Regions from separate parts of the Mus musculus genome. Here region 2 is linked to region 1. Evidence: chromatin contacts called from public HiChIP or PLAC-seq data. All regions are on one chromosome and are shown on one strand. The core of a region is the stretch at or near the end of the contact, and the rest is flanking DNA. Distances in the headings are between cores, read along the strand shown.

What was found. HiChIP or PLAC-seq counts read pairs in DNA pulled down with a chosen protein or histone mark.
Region 2: a FOXA1 HiChIP or PLAC-seq map of pancreatic cancer cells shows a contact between it and region 1. The contact joins the promoter of Grhl3 here to the promoter of Hmgn2 in region 1. A contact is called at or near these places in 1 of 39 promoter capture datasets (liver) and 1 of 115 datasets of contacts at active chromatin or transcription factors (pancreatic cancer cells).

The regions. Positions count from the first base shown.
Region 1 is chr4:133,963,793-133,971,748 of GRCm38.p6, reverse strand. Hmgn2 (high mobility group nucleosomal binding domain 2) reads left to right here and starts at 3,758. Exons shown (of 6, transcript NM_016957.3): 1 at 3,758-3,954; 2 at 4,748-4,792; 3 at 4,954-4,983; 4 at 5,270-5,320; 5 at 5,703-5,798; 6 at 6,176-7,010. The coding sequence starts at 3,940. The coding sequence ends at 6,211. It overlaps Dhdds (dehydrodolichyl diphosphate synthase), which reads left to right. Exons shown (of 9, transcript NM_001362959.1): 9 at 496-2,721. The coding sequence ends at 732.
Region 2 is chr4:135,570,345-135,578,300 of GRCm38.p6, reverse strand. Grhl3 (grainyhead like transcription factor 3) reads left to right here and starts at 4,669. Exons shown (of 16, transcript NM_001013756.2): 1 at 4,669-4,893. The coding sequence starts at 4,877. Gm30888 (a long non-coding RNA gene) reads right to left here and starts at 4,721. Exons shown (of 3, transcript XR_390832.2): 1 at 4,653-4,721; 2 at 445-972.

The DNA of each region.
Region 1 (7,956 bases), core at 2,509-5,008:
TCATTCTAAGAGGCAAGTCTAGATTAGAAAGTTGGAGAGTGGCATCTCACATTGACCTAGGAACCATGAGGAGACCCAGTGAGTGTTTTGTCCCAGACAGTAGACAATGTAGCTAATGTGGATTTTGCATTTATTATCCCTAATCCTTTAAACCTCTCTTCAAGGTAAGCACAACCCCCACTTTACAAATAAAATTTTAAAAGGCTACGAGAGAATCTCCCCAAAGCCACAAAACTAGTTGGTGGAAGAATCAGAAATCAGACTATTTACCTGTTTCTAAGCATAAGCTTGAAAAGGATTTTAAGAAATGAAGACACTTCCACACAAAACAAGCCAAGATGAACTGTTCCTGAATTGCCTGTGTACACTGCTTACACAGGTCCATACCTTTCCATCCTGGCAGAAACTCTCCAGAGTTTGTGTACTTGGCCATTCTGTGCCCTATCCCACACCTAAAATTATATTCCTGCCTCAAACCCTACTTTTCTCTAGCAGAAGGCCCGAGACATGTACGCTGAGGAGCGGAAGAGGCGCCAGCTGGAGAGGGACCAGGCCGCAGTGACAGAGCAGCTGCTTCGAGAGGGGCTCCAGGCCAGTGGGGATGCCCAACTCCGACGGACACGCTTGCACAAACTCTCCACCAAACGGGAAGAGCGAGTCCAAGGCTTCCTGAAGGCCTTGGAACTTAAACGGGCCAACTGGCTGGCACTTTGGGGCACTGCATCTGCCTAAGTGGGGCTGGCTACCAGCCACTTTGCCCTGCCCTTTGTCTCTTGGGCCCCGACTTTTCTTTCCTTTTCCTTTCTTTTCTTTTGAAAAGGCACTTCCCTGTTTTTGATGAATTGGGCTCCCTCTGTTTTGCAGGGAACCCAAAGGCAAGTTCTGCTGCCTATGGCTACCTTTGGACTACCTTTGACAGTTACCCTTGAAGTGTGAGGTAGAATCTCTCCTGTGTACACTAAATCCAAGTCCAGCCACTAATACATTTGGAGAACAGGGGACCCTAATTCATTAGCTATATGCCCGTCCCTGTTTCTGGATGCATGTTCTTTTTCCACCAGCATATCCTTCACTGTGCAGAAGAGACCTTCCCAAAGCCTAGGCCTTTACCAGTCCTGCCTAAGCCCTCCCCATGTGACTTGCACAAAAGATTTGGATCTACTGGTAAATTTTAACTGATAGGCAGCCAACATTATTGGGCAGGGAAGAAAGGGGTGGGGAGGACAGCAAGAAAATTTGCCCATCTGCTGCTCCTCCCCTTGGCTTTCCACGTGGGATTTGCTATTGAATCTCCACCCCCTCCCACTACCAGTACTGACTGCTCACTGAAAGGCTCAGCGCCCCCAATGGCCCATGGAAACCAGGCGGGTGATTACAATCCAATTACCTATTGTCAACTCAGCCCACACAGGCTTTACTCCCCCATGCAGGGAGGGCATGGGGCCAGGCTCCACTCCCCTGTGAGACCCAACCCCCTCCGTGACTACAGACAGGGTGGCAGAAGGGCCCATAGAGGTCCTAGAGTCTAATCCAATACAAGCCAATTTGTGTTTAACATACGAGGACTGAACAGAACCAAGCATTTCCCAGTGGCCTGAAGTCTTCTTCCCTTGCCATCTCAAACTGATTCCCACTCCCAGTCTAAAAGGTCCTCACAGCTCTTTGACCTGGCTCCCTAAGTAGGCCCTGAGACAGTTTGCTTTCTGCATGGCAGAACTTACTCTAGCCCTCTCAGCCTGTGAGGCCAACTCTTCCCCATCAGGAAAGAGGCAAGATTGCATCCTTTCCTGGCCTCCCCATGGGCTGAGGAGAGAAGATGACCTCTGAAGAAAGGTCTCTGCTGAGCTAGTCTGCTTCAGGTGTCTCTGAGCTGTGAGTACTAGCCAGAACCACCAACCAAATGTCACTCTGGTCTCATGCTGTCTGTAAGCCCTCCCCCCAGCACCTCCCTCCCCAAAACGTGCGCTATGCCTTCTTCCCCATCCCTATTTCTGTGCCCAGATGCCTGGCACTGGTGAACTTTTTGGCCATCTTCTTCCTATCAGAATCAAAAAAGGCCTGACACTGAAACCAAGAGCCAATCAGTGCACCCTTTGGCAAGGCCCCCTGTACACCTGGCACTCCCCAAAAGCAATCCCTGGCACAGAGATCCCCAAGAGCAGGTGCTGTGCATTTTCCAGCTTTACAATGAGGCTGTTGACAGCTTTAATTAGGGAGGCATGAATTATGTGGCTATAATACAGAGCCCTACAATTAAGGCGGGAATGAGAGGCTGGAGGCAGCAAACGGAATCTGCCGGGCAAGCAGGGCTGTTGAGGCCTGGCTGACTTTCTCTTAAGATTGGAGTACAGTAGCGGTGATTAATGGGGCTGGTATCTTCCAGCCCCAGGACCTGTATTCTGGGAAAGGTGCACAGGGTGGGGTGGAGGATGGCTGCCTCGGGAGCCACTGTGGGCGTGGAAAGGAGAGGCAGATCCACTGTTGTCCAGAGGCAAAGGCTGAAAAATGCTTGATTTGAATTCGCAGATGTCTGCTTTCTGCTGCCATGGCTATTACAAACTAGCTTCAACCCTTGCCTCAGAAATTAAGATGGGACCTATTTTGTGCCTTCCGCCTGAGCACCAAACACCCTATTGCAGATGTTAGCCAGTTGTGTTATGGATGTCAAAAAGAATTTAAAATTTTCTTTTTGAGATACAAGGTTTGTGTGGTAACTGCAAACGAGAGAAGGTTTTGCTTTACTGCTGCAGTTGGCCCCCTCCATCGGGTGCACTCAGCTAGCTCTAGAAGGCCGGACTTTGGGCGGGGGTGGCCTGGAAGGGCCCCTCTGCCATCACACCTGTTCATCTACTTGTTTCCTAATCTTCCGGCGCTTCCCTTCAACCGCCTTTTCCTCACGCAACCGAGAGCAAGCCAGCTCGATGGTGTGTGAGGCGGGCTTTAGCCAGCTGTGGCATCTGCAAAGCCCAGGTTCCATGGCCTCTGCTGAGTGGGGGCAGCTGGGTAGCTGCAGCCCAGACCCAGAGAGCCGAGTGGGAGGGGCGTGCTCCCGGGCTGGGGCGCCGGCTTTTCTCCACCATTCTGTGACAGGGGCCAGAGGGGATTTAAGGAAGCTACCAGGCAGATGTTGGGGGGCTGTTTAACGTTGGGGAGGCGGCTCAGCAGTAGGTGCTGAAAGGACAGCTCCTACCTGCCCCGCTGTACCCGAAAGGCATCCCTGTGTGGAAAGTCTCCCCTCCCAGCCCACACCTCCACATCCCGTGGACTGCTTTCCAGGTGAGCACACCGAGGGACTCCCCAAGGTGGCAACTCAAAAGGATGCACGTCCGACTGCGCCAAGCTTAGCCTCCCGGCTCTCAGCCCACGGGAGCCCGTGGTCCCCGGGGCTGCGGCCGGCGCGCTTCCCGCCGCCTCTGGAGCTGGGCGGCGCGGCCAGGCCTCACAAACCCCTCTGCTGGGGCCCCGGCGGGAGCAGGAAGGAAAGCGGCCGAGATGTGCCCAGTGTCGCACGGCTTGGAGAAGTGGGTAGAAGGGTTGCATAAGGTGGAAGGAACTTGGTAGTTTGCAAAAGCCAGGTCTGGGCGGGAGCGGAACCCCAAGCCTGCCGCCTCGCGCGCCCCTCATTTATTACCTCCGACTCCGAGGCGCGCCCCCTCCCCCAAGGCGCGCCGCCGTCTCGAGCGCCCTCCCCCTGCACCCCCTCCTCACTCCAGAGGAGGTGAGTTTAAACCCCGCCCACGTGACCCCAACTGGGCCAATGAGCGGCGACGGGAGGTGAAATCCGGTTCTAACCGGTCCGGGGCTCCCAGCGCTATAAAAACTTTATAAACCCCCCGGAGCCCGAGCAGTGTGAGGAAGCAGCGAGGACGACCCCCGGACGGAGCAAACCCGCGCGCCGCTGTATCCCCGTGCTCAGCGCCGACGTCCCCTGCCGCCACCATGCCCAAAAGAAAGGTACGTGGCGCGAGCGCGCGGGCGCCCCGGGACCACCGCCAGCCTCGGGCTCGGGACTCGGCGGTAGGTCGGGCGCGGCGCGAGGTTCCAGCCCGAGTCCGGCTGCGGGGCGAATCGTGCGAGGCGCGCTGCCCGCGGGCGCCAGAAGCCATATTGGAGGCTCGGTGGCGGTAGCAGGAGGAGCCATGTTGGCAGCTGTTTATCCCGCTCCCTGTGGCCGCCCGCGCCCCCTCCCCCACCGGCAGCCCCCTCCCCTCCTCCCTTCCTCCCGCGGGCGAGCGAGCGAACGAGCGGGCGATTCAAACCCGAAAGGGCGGGAAGGCGGCGCTCGGCTGGGCGGGCGGGGGAGCGCGCTGCCGCCAAAACTGCGTCCGCGAGGGGCGGGCCCGCGGCGTGGCTCCGCCCTCCCCGGCCGCCCACGTTCCGGGCGCACGAGACGCGCGCCCCCGCCCACGGCTTCCCCGAGCTCCCGCCCTCGACGGCTGCCATGGCAACGGCGCCAGGCGCCGCCTCCGGAGAGGTTTGTTTGCACAATCTGCAGCTGTTAATGCCTGGCGCTGGTGGCTCCGAGCGCCTGTGGGGCCAGGCTCCAGCTTCTCCCGCGCTCTGCGGCCAGCCTGCCCGGTCTTCCGTGCGTCTCGGACTTTAGTTGGGCCTTATCCCCGTTAAGGCTTCTTATATAAAACTTGGGTGTATGCGTTTTTAGAATGGGGTCTGACGGTTGCTGTTAAGTTCCGGTTCTCTGAGATTTGCCTCCGAGGTTACAAGTTTTGGTCTTTTTATCATTTTGTAGGCTGAAGGGGATGCTAAAGGAGACAAAACCAAGGTGAAGGACGAGGTGAGTCTTATCCATTGAGGGCAACGCACAAAGCCTTGCGTAGTAGCTACCAAGGTTCTGTGGTAGTAAATGACCACGAATTGTCTCATTAACTTTTCTTTAATGTGAAGCTGACTAGTGAGGAGACCTGTGCTTATTCCTCTTACTTTCTTTTTTAATAGCCACAGAGAAGATCTGCGAGGTTGTCTGCTGTAAGTGTATGCGTCTATTTCCTGATCTTTACCTGATACTGGGAACCACTTGGGGGCGGATCTCTGTGATCCCGTTGCATTATATATGGTGGCTGTTGCACATCTAGAGGTGTTTGCTGTTGTCCCACGTTCTGATGCTTAAGACTAAAGTGAAAGATGGCTTTTACATTGTAAAAGAAAGGTGATCCTGAGAACTAGTTTTCTAAGCTGTGGTTTGATGGGTTGTTTCTTGGGTCTGTGGTACTAATGGTTTCCTCTTCTCCCTCCCCCACTTTTCCAAAATAAGAAACCTGCTCCTCCAAAGCCAGAGCCCAAACCTAAAAAGGCCCCTGCGAAGGTAAGCCAGCCTGAGACACCGCGGTGCTAATTCTAGACTAGGAATTTTCAGAGAACTGTCCTTCCCCACCCTAGCCTAATTCAACGTGAGATGACTCCTTTAGTGGATGCCCTATGCTATTCTGATTGATAGCCTTGTTCCTGAGAACTTGTCCTGTTAGTGTCCTTGGCAGCAGTTATAGAAAACTACAATTGACCTTTAAAAAAGCATTTTTAGCTGTCCTATAATTTGAACAACTCTGGAGGACTGCAAATTGTAATTTATTTTAGCTTAGTAGAGGGGATATAGACAAGCCCTCTTTGTAGAACTTTGTAGGTTATGTCACAGTAACATAAGATGTGCAAGCTAACAAACTCTTGTATCCATCCTTCCTTGGTTTTAGAAGGGAGAGAAGGTACCCAAGGGGAAGAAGGGGAAAGCTGACGCCGGGAAGGATGCGAATAATCCTGCAGAAAATGGAGATGCCAAAACAGACCAGGTAGAGTGGCTGTTCGTTTCTTGTCGGGTGTACCTGCACTTAGTGATAGCCAAACTTCTTGTTACCTGTTATATCTGTGTCACACTGCATTAGATGTGATTTTCCTCCTGCCTGAAATCCTCAGAGGTCTACCATAACCTAAAGCTTGTCCTGATAGGTCACTCATGCTGGTACCATAGAGTTTTAAAGCTGGGAGTGACCTTTGGTCTTCTCTAGTAGGGGGGTGGTTGGCAAGTGGTCTGTTCTTCAGGTGCATGCATGGGGTCTTTTTAAGTACCCAAGACCTGGATTTTAGCCCGGAAACAAGATGATTCCATATAATACTATGAGCAGATAAATTTTGGTGTACATACTGACTTTATCTGTTTTTCATTTAGGCACAGAAAGCTGAAGGTGCTGGAGATGCCAAGTGATGTGTGTGCATTTTTGATAACTGTGTACTTCTGGTGACTGTACAGTTTGAAATACTATTTTTTATCAAGTTTTATAAAAATGCAGAATTTCGTTTTACTTTTTTTTTTTAAGCTATATTGTTAGCACACAGAACACTTCATTACTGGGTGGGGGAAGGATCATGTGTCAGTAACAAAATCTCTCCCAAGCTGGATTGAGGACAGAAAACCTCTTTCCCTGATAATTTTGGAAGGCTCCTGTTGGCTCCCAGGAGAGAGATCCTGGTCTTGACCTAGGTGGCCACCAAGGCACAACAATGCCTTGTGGTCTGGGGAAACTATAAATTCACTTTTATATCCTCTTCCCCCTGTACTATCAACATAGACTTAATTCCCTTAAAAACCAGAGACCTGTTGGAACCGGGCCCCCAAAATTGGTTTCCCAGTCCATTGAGTGATGGGGACTTTGCAGTGACTTCATTGAGTGTTCTCAAAAGAGCACTGGTTCCTTTTATAAAAGATTGTGGATCTTCAGATTGATAATTCTGCCTAAAAGTCAGGGTCGGCTTGTGAAAAGTTGTTAAAACAACATCCTTAATGTGAAATGTCAACCCTCACTCTAAGCTACTTCCCCCTTTTCAAAGCATTGAATGAAGACTTCATTGGGTTTTATAGTGGCTTTCTGATTTTGGTAGTCTATACAAGAAGGGAATTTGGAAGTTCTTGTATATTGTTGATTGTCTGCCCATGTCCTGCCTGAAATACCATGATTGTTTATGAAAAGAATCTTTAATAAAGCTGGTTACAGTTAGGCTTGGAATGCTGCCTCTGATCTTTCCCAACACTGGGGAACCTGCCTTCCAGGTCTCTTGTATTGATCCATTGCTCTTGGATCTGGTCACATGGTGGTAAGTGGAGGTGGGTATATATATATGCTTCCCAGAAATAGACTGGGGAGTGGGTTTGGGAAATGGTTCTTCAAGGACGTGTAGAGATTGATTGGCAGGCCAAGTTTGGTGCGGACACCTAGACCGACTAGAGTGCTGTTGGCCTTTCTTGGGGCAGTGTTCTTGTATCAAGGTCAAGCTAACAGTTAACTTCTTAAAGCTTTGGGATGGGTTTTCTGTCTGAGACGGTGGGAACAGTGTACTCATATATTGAATCTTAAGAAAAGAATGTTGGACCTGTACCTTGGGGACATTCACTCTGACTTTGGGGACAGTTCCAGAGAGGGGAGCCTGTGGTTATGGTTAGCAGGTTGGTGCTTGAGCAAAACTTGAAGCTATAATTGGGTTCAGTACCATTCTTCAGATTGTAAATATCGTTTAACCATGGACTGCATGCAGTTCTTCCATGAGCTGTGGCAGTCTCTGGGCCAGTTACCAAGTAGACATTGCCGCCATGTGTCATGGCAGGTAGTTTTCCCAGTTGCAGGTCACTGTTGCCAAATAATGGGATAAGTGTGTTGAGCTTCAACTTTGATCTCTATTCCCATAGATTGGCCGGTTTAGCATCTGCTTTGTTGGATCTACTAAAGCAGACACAGCCATGTGCCACCTGCTGTACTTTTATACTATTATACTGTAGCCCCACTACACTTGGGAGGCTTAGTCAAGGCCAAAGTTCAAGTTCATCCTAAACTATGCAGGTCCAAGACCAAATTTGGCCACATCAAAACCATTTCAGCACCAAAAACAGACCCTTCTGGGGCATTGATGCATGGCTCAGTGGTGACTTAGTGACTTACAGAAGTTGCTAGCTCACAC
Region 2 (7,956 bases), core at 3,420-5,919, 1.6 Mb before region 1:
CCCTTGCTAAGTGGCGCGCCCACCCACCTACAATGCCTTCCTTAGGTACCAATGTTTTTGCCATTAATCTTTCATTAAGGGCTCATCTAACTTGGGGATGAGATATTAGAGGGAAATTTACAGATGTGAAATCACAGGCCCAGGGTGAAGACTCTGAGATTTGCGAATAAAGGTTCTACCTTCAGAGGTCTTCTCTTGCGGGGGAGGGGAGGGGCGCAATGGCCGGATTGTCCAGGATGTTTAAACGTTTGGTAAATTATACACGTATTTCCATTTGCTGAATTCATTGACCATCTGTTGTGCTGAAACCTGGGGCAAGCGCTGGGTAAGGTTTTTCTTGGTGCTATTCCCACCCCTCTGGAAGCTTACAGCTCCATCAACTCCTTTACACAAAATGTCAACCAATTTGCTAACTTCCATTCTGCCCCACCCCGACCCCCTTACCTGTGAATCCAGTATAGACCAGACAGATTCAAAGGACTGTTTCCGAGGCTCTGGAGGCAGGCAGACCAAAGTCTGGTTCCGTCCCGACACCATGGGGAGAGTCTTAGATGTGACATCACCTCTCTCGGCCTCTGTTAGATCATCTAGATCATAGAGATCAGTTCAAAGGGCTTGAGTGTCACGTGCTTGAGTGACATCAAGCATGAGACCACTGCCTGACCCTACAGAGGCCACTGTTTATCTTCCTATCACCAGATAATGAGGGAACCTCTGCTGGAACCAGACCTTGGCCACTTCCCTTGACTGCAGAGGGCGTGGCTGTGCCCCGATCCTGTTGTCGGTGGTGTTGTTGGAATTAACAGGTTTTTCTGAGTTCACTTTTAGCTGGGAGTGGTCAACATCTCGGTTTAACCATCCTTGATTAAATGAGGGGAAACAGAGTTTCACAGTTGGTGAAAGGTCTTATCCAAGGTTCCAGAAGTCACAGCTCCGGGAAGGCAGACATGGTCTTGCAGGAACCAGGCCCATCTGGGAAAGGAACCCCAGACCCCACTGTTAGGTGAAGATTCTAAGCAAGAGCCACGGAGTGACTAAGTGACAATAACTGCCATTGCTAAATGACGTGCAGGTCTGATATCTCCGCTCACTGCTTAGAGTGAGGATGTCAGCTGACGAGAGTCTTCCCTTTATATGAGCACATGTGTGCACGTCTCTCTGGGCCTAGGTATGTTCTCAAATGTCATCTTTCAGGCTCCGTCCATCTTGGATTTTTTGAGAGAGGGTCCTCAAGGGCATGGACCTCACTGAGTAGGTTAGGCTGAGGAGACAGTGAGCTACAGAGATCTGCCAAGGATCTGCCTTCTCTAGCCCCTAACTCCAGGGGTTTACAAGCATGCACCACCACACCTGGCTTTTTTTTTTTTTTAATGTGGGTTATGGGGATAAACTCCGGCTATGTTTGCACGGCAAGCATTTTACTGACTGAATCATCTCCTTGGCCTTCAGTCTTGTCTCTTTATCTCCACCTCTGCCCTAGGAAGGACAGGAACCCAGTGGCGGTGTAGTCTGTAGGCACTCATTTTGGCTTAATCACTTTCTGGGGTGGGGGTTGGGCGATTGCCAAGGATCAAACCCAAGGCCCACTAAGTCTTTACCACCCAGCTCCGTGCCTGGCCTCGTTCAAAGGTGATGGTGCTGCGGGACTGTGTGGAACCTCTTAGCTTGCATTAGCAAGCTCAACACAGACTACTTGGCGGGGAAGGAGAGTCCAATCTTGCCATTACAGTTGCCACAGAGCACCTCTGTTGGGCATTCTACACTTCAATATCTCCTTATAGGCTAATAGGTATTCCTGAGATCTGGGTAGTCATGGAGACCTGGGATTTTAAGAGGAAGGGCTGTTAGCAAGGCTGTCCCATTGAGTGTTGCTGTGTGGTAAGTGACCCTGGGGGCTGGTGCTTATTCAGCATAGTGGTCCTAAGGGGGTGGGGGGTGTACCACACTCTTCTGCAGGAAGTGAATCGTAAGTGGTCATGTGCAGCACAAAGCGATTCAACTTGTGAGGTTGGAGCATGGTTTTGTACCCAAATACAGATGAGGAAACTGAGGTTGGTCACTGGCCCAACCTTATGGTGCTGATAAGGTGCCCGGGCTGGGACTCAAACCCAGCTCTGTGTCTTCTATCAATACTATGCCCTAACAGGGGTAATTTTACACGGAATAGCAAGCTGTCATTACTTAGTACTGTTAGTGGATCTAATTGTGTTTCATCTGATTGGCTGGTCTATGCTTATAATTTCTTAGAGCAACCAAGAGCTGGGATGTCCATGCAAGGGCAGTGATGCCAGCCTCCCCTGGCCCTGGGCTGCATCATACCCCCAAGGACTAGGAAAGGCAGGCAGCCAGACTTGGGCAATATCACTTCAAAATCTTGGCCTCTTTGAGCTGTGGTGGCAAAGGTCTGTGTTGGCCTTGTCACATGGCTGGGAGGACTCCCGGAACCCTGCACACCTGCTCCTTGCATCCGTGGTACCTATCGGGGCACCTTCTGGAGGCTTCCTGTGTAAGGAGTCACAGAGACCCTCTGATGATCTCTAACAATGGCTGTGAGCACAGAGCCAGGACCCAGAGAGGGAGAGGACCCGTTTATAAAGCCCAGCGAGCACAGACATGCCACCCGAAATCCCAGTGTCTCCCCCCACCCCCCCACAAGCTCAGCAAGCATGAGTCACACCACATCCATTGCAACACGGCTGACAGAAACTCTCCAGCCTTTCATGAGGTGAGTTAGTCAGGGAGAAGACTACAAAGAGAAGTGTGCCATCCTTTGGGCTGCCGCGGGCCTGCAGTTCTTCTCAGCACCGTGACTGCTGTAAGCGATCGCTCAGAGCCAGTCACTGCTCACATTGCCGCTGCCTTCAGCTATAGTGAGTGATCTGCATCCCGGTCCCCTCATCTCACGGGATGATAGCAAAGTGCCTGACTCACTTTGGGTATTGACATGATGCATAAAGAAGGCTTGGCACGATACCTGATCTACGCAACATTCACAGCACCTACTGGGAGCCAGACACCTAAGCCAGTGCTGGAGAGTAACCAAGGCAGACAAGGCCTCTTGCTCCTACGGAACTCACGTTCCAGAGGGAAGGGAGATAGACACCTGATGATGTGAGAAAATCCGGAAGGGCTTTGCAGGGAACAGAATAAAGCCATGTGAAACCTGAGGGCTGGATGTCTGTTCTCACAAGCATTACTGGAGAGAGAGCTAGCCGTGTTAGCAATCACCATGGTCCTTAGCTAACCTCAGGGCTCCTTAGGGGTAGCCCTCAAACAGATTCCAATGGGAAAGGACTCCGATCAGTCTTCAAGCCCGGTAGCCCATCCTAAGCAGGCCCTCCTGAGTTATCAGATAGGGCTTCTCAGGGTAAAGTCACCTTTCCTCCAGAGGAACGCTCAAGGTGAGGTACCCAGGAAGAATGAGCAATGAACTGGGGGTGGAGTGGGGGGGGATGGTTGGGAGAGTGGGGGATGGGGAGAGTGGGCATGGGGGCGGGGCTGAGGGTATTGGTAAAAGAGTAAGCATGAGATTCCAAGATTCGCAGCTTAGATCTCTTTTCCTATGAACCCCATGGAAGCTCTCTGTTTCTGCTGGTACTTGTGGGCATTTGGGGATGACCACCCTAGGTTGTTCATAGCCCATCCCCCACCATCCCCTCGCCTAAGAGGCATCTCCTGAGTGCCTAGCACAGAGCACTTACAGTGTACTGGCCAGCTAAGACTCCTGAGGCAACCACCTTCAACTTTTCCATCCTTTCTGGGCTGGCCAGAGGCATGTGGTCTGCCCACATCCCGTTCAGATTGGCATCGCACAAGATGAAAGGCTGCCCTGCCCTAATTCCCTGATTCCCCACCCCATCTCTCTCTCTCTCTCTCTCTCTCTCTCTCTCTCTCTCTCACACACACACACACACACACACACACACTCATGCACATTGGGGGAGGGGGGGCTCCTCCTGAATAGAAACCAGCATTTTCTTTCCCCGCTATTGCCCCAGAACCCAGAGCGAGGAGACCTTGCACACTCGGTACTTAGTAAATGTCCCCTGTCAACTGAGGCCACCAACTTCAACTCAAGGAGTAGCTAGTCTCCCAGATGACTGAACGGGTCTCTGACACTGGCTCTCACCCTTAGGCAAGGCACCCTGCCTCTCCAACCTACATTTCCTCGATCACCTGTAGAGGGCATGGGGTTGGTTGGGGTGGAAGGGAGAGTTGACAGAAAGTCCTTCCTAGCTGGTTACTGGGAGAATAGGAAGAAATCACTTAGCTAACAAGACTAGAACCTGTGGTGTTTGTTACCCGAAGGGGAAAGTTCTGGAGAAAAGAGAGGGGACTCACAGAGAGCTACCTGCTCTCTTCCGTGAAATTTTCCGGGTAGAGAAGGTGACTATAAAGAGATATGGTGTCTGTGGGGAGATGTTTGTGGGATCCAGGATCCGAGCGATGAGATGGACAGAGATTTCCCTTTGAGCCAAGTACCTGTCTGTATTTTTCCTCTAGTTCTCCCGTTCCTTCCCAACGTTTGTCTCCTCCCTTTTCCCTCGTCTCCACCCCCTCACCCCCTCAGCTAAGAAGGAATTGGCCGGCTCCACCCAGTCAGCCCCCCGGAGCTCCGCCCCTGCTGGTGGGCCAAAAGTTAACATCTGCACCTGCTGTGGTCTAGCTGCAGTCGGCACCTGTGCTTCCAGCCAATCAGCGCCACCGCAGCCGGGGACCGCTGTCAGCAAAATCTCAACATCCAAAGCGCAACGTAGAGCAAACGCTTCCCCGGGCAGGAAGGGAATGTCTGTGTCAGAGGAGAATTAAGAGACGAGTGGTCAGCAGCGCCTGCGAGCCAACCAGAGACGGATCGCTGGAACCTCGGAGAAGGAAGATGTCGAATGAACTTGAGTGAGTAAAGCCACGGATGTCTGGCCTCCCGGCCTCCCCAGCACACCGAGGCTGGCTGGGATTCCCTGCAGAGGGAAGAGCAAGGGAGGCCGGGCGCCCGGATTCACACGGCAATTTGTAAGGGTGAATGAATGGGCTGACGATCCTGCCTTAGCGTGTTGAGGCACGTTCAGCTCTCTATCTAGAGCTGACTGTTTCCCTGGGAAAATAGTTTTTCTTTCTCTCTGTGCTGAGCAGTTTCGAGGAAGGCAAACACCCGGGCTGCCTGAAACCGTGAATCTTGGCATCGCTTTTTGATACTCTGGAGGTGCCTTGGAAATCAGAGACACTCCCGCCCCAGGGAAGCTTTCTCTCCTCTTGCCAAAGGGAACGTCTTGGAGGTGGTTCTCAGAGCTGTCTTATGCAAAGAGTTGAGTTTCTCTAAAGGTCCTTTATGTTGAGTTGGAACAGTCCCAAGCGATCTGGCTACTATAGTGTAATGGCTGTATACATGGGCTCTGTAGTGGCTTTCCTTAGGTTCAAACCCAGGCTCCGTCTCTCCTCCGCTGTTCATTCTTAAAAAGTCGTTGGACTTATCTGAGCTTCATTTTCCTGATTTGGAAATTTGGAACAAGAGAACTTTGTAGAGTTCTTAGGTGTGCTGAAAGCTGTAAAAATGCTTACCAAAGAGAAAGGGGTCTGAAGTTGCGTTCAATAAATTGTGGTCAGTTTTATCCAGAGGCAGTGCTAACGCTGGGGAAGCCGAGGACTAGATTTTGGTGAGGTCATCTGTGTTGTCTGGCGAGAGGCAGGTGCATTCCTGCCCACATCTGGGATCTAGAATCCCTTGACTGGCTGACGCTGACCTCACTCTCAGCCTCAGTATCAGGTACAGATGTTGGAGAAGACAGAAGTCGAGGGTGTGAGTCGCTTTAAGTTGTGGGCAAGGAGCTAGCAGGAAAGAAACAGACTTCCCCTTTCTCCCCTCTTTAGCAGTGACCCTCTTGTTGTTTCCTCCCCTTCTCTGTCTCTCTCTTTGGAGCTTTTCCTCAGCAGGTTAAGAACTCAAACGCTTGCAGGCAGAATTGATGGGTCCTAACTGCAGACAGGAACCCATGTACCGGCTAGCTCTGGGGTGTGTCCGGCTTGAACAGCCACATCTACTGTCCAACCACTATGGTTACAAGCATCAGGTTTCTTTTTTAATAGATTCTCAGGACACTGTTTTGACAGTTGAACCCCAATTAAAGTAAAAATAGAAACACAGTGTTAGGGCCCAGATTCAAGCCCCAACCCCTGAACTTATTATCTGAGTGACCCAAGCCTGCATCTCCTGGACTGTGCGTGCTGTGACCAAGTGGCAGTCCTTACAGGGTTCAGTTTTATGACAGTGATTGATTTAAAGCCTGTTAGGGAACATGCTAATAATGCCTTTCTCCCTTTGTGGAGACATTAATAATTGGGCATTTCTGAAGCTTTCTTGCTTTTTATTTTTCTATGCTTTACACACACACACACACACACACACACACACACACACACACACTTGAGACACACGTCTCCAGCACACTCACGCATGCCAATTACAGCTGCCTGCGGAGGCTGCAGAGAGAATCTTTTCAGGTTTCTCCTCAGGGGCTATGGAGAAGCTGGCTTACGGAACAGGTTTTCTGCTAGTGTCCTGAATGGTTTGGGTTGGAAGTCGGATGGGCTGACAGAAGAGGCTTCTCCGTTCAGGAAAGCCTGTGCCTGCTGAGTAATGCAGGTCAACTTTGAAGCTACCATTGGAGATTACAGTGATTGACCTGGGGGCTCAGCCACTCTGAGAACTGGGGAGTCTGAGGTTGCCTGTGAGTGTGTGTGTGTGTGTGTGTGTGTGTGTGTGTGTGTGTGTGAGAGAGAGAGAGAGAGAGAGAGAGAGAGAGAGAGAGAACATGTTGTGGGCATGCTTGAGTGTGTGTGCACACACACGTATATGTGTATGGGTGTGTCTGTGTGTGTTCGAGTGTGTTGTAAGTGCCTGTGGAGTCATAGGTTTGAGAGGTCCTGATGCCAACAAGTGCCTGTGAGTGTGTGTGTGTGGATGTGTGTTTTAAGCTGCTGCTGCTGCTGCTGCTGCTGTTGTGGCCTTGTTCTTACTGTGACCTTGGCTGGAATATCCTACTAGGACAAGCAGACATCTCCAGCCCTCAGAGAATAAACAACTTGTCAGCCCTGGGGCATTAGTGAAAAGTCAGGTCCGCATCTGCTTCAAATCAAACTGAGTGAGTCTGCCCTTGCTGACTCTCGGCTTTCTCCTGAGTGAAGTGTCCACTAAGAACCCACCTACCTGACAGGGAAACACTGAGCTGTGGTGGCAGACCACCTCCCCACCCCACCCCAGCGCGGTCCTAGGCCTCCACAGGGAGGTGGCCCTGGAAAGGCTGGCCAATGTAAGTCAGAAACCAGCTCCAGGCAGCTGGTGGGTGGTGAGCACCTGGCCTTTCATGTGGTCAGACCCAGCGCCTGGCACCTCTGTCAGCCACCCTGCTTCCAGCCCACAGCCTAGCAGTACCCAGTGGCGGGGGCTGGCTGCAAGGGTTCCTGGAGCGCTAGCTTCGGACTCCCCAGGAAAAACAACCTGAACCTCCACACTGCCCACCATGGGCCTGGCTAAGTGGGCGGTCTGGCACAGGCCCTGACCTAGACTGGAGACTGTGGCTCTCTTGAGAGCCAGATTCTTGGTGACCACTGGCCTCTTCAGACCCTCCGCAGTGTCCTACTGTGTACAAGGCTGTCTAAGACACCTGATGAAGGATGGAAGGTTTCACTACCTTTCATACACAGTAGGTCCATTCCGGGGGCACCATGCCTCAGCGCCCTGGCCTCTGCATCCCCACAGCCCGGACCCTCTGCCATCGGTAACAGAGACTGGAGAGTGGCCACTGAGGGTGGCCCTAGGCTAGAGGGCTCACAACGCCTCCCCCTCCCCCTTAGGCCCGCAGCGCTGAAAGAGTTAACTCGGAGCGCCGCCCCGCTGCGGTTTTGTGGTCGAAACCATGATTGCCAGGAGCAAATTTTTGTCGTGCAGGAGGTGTGTTATTA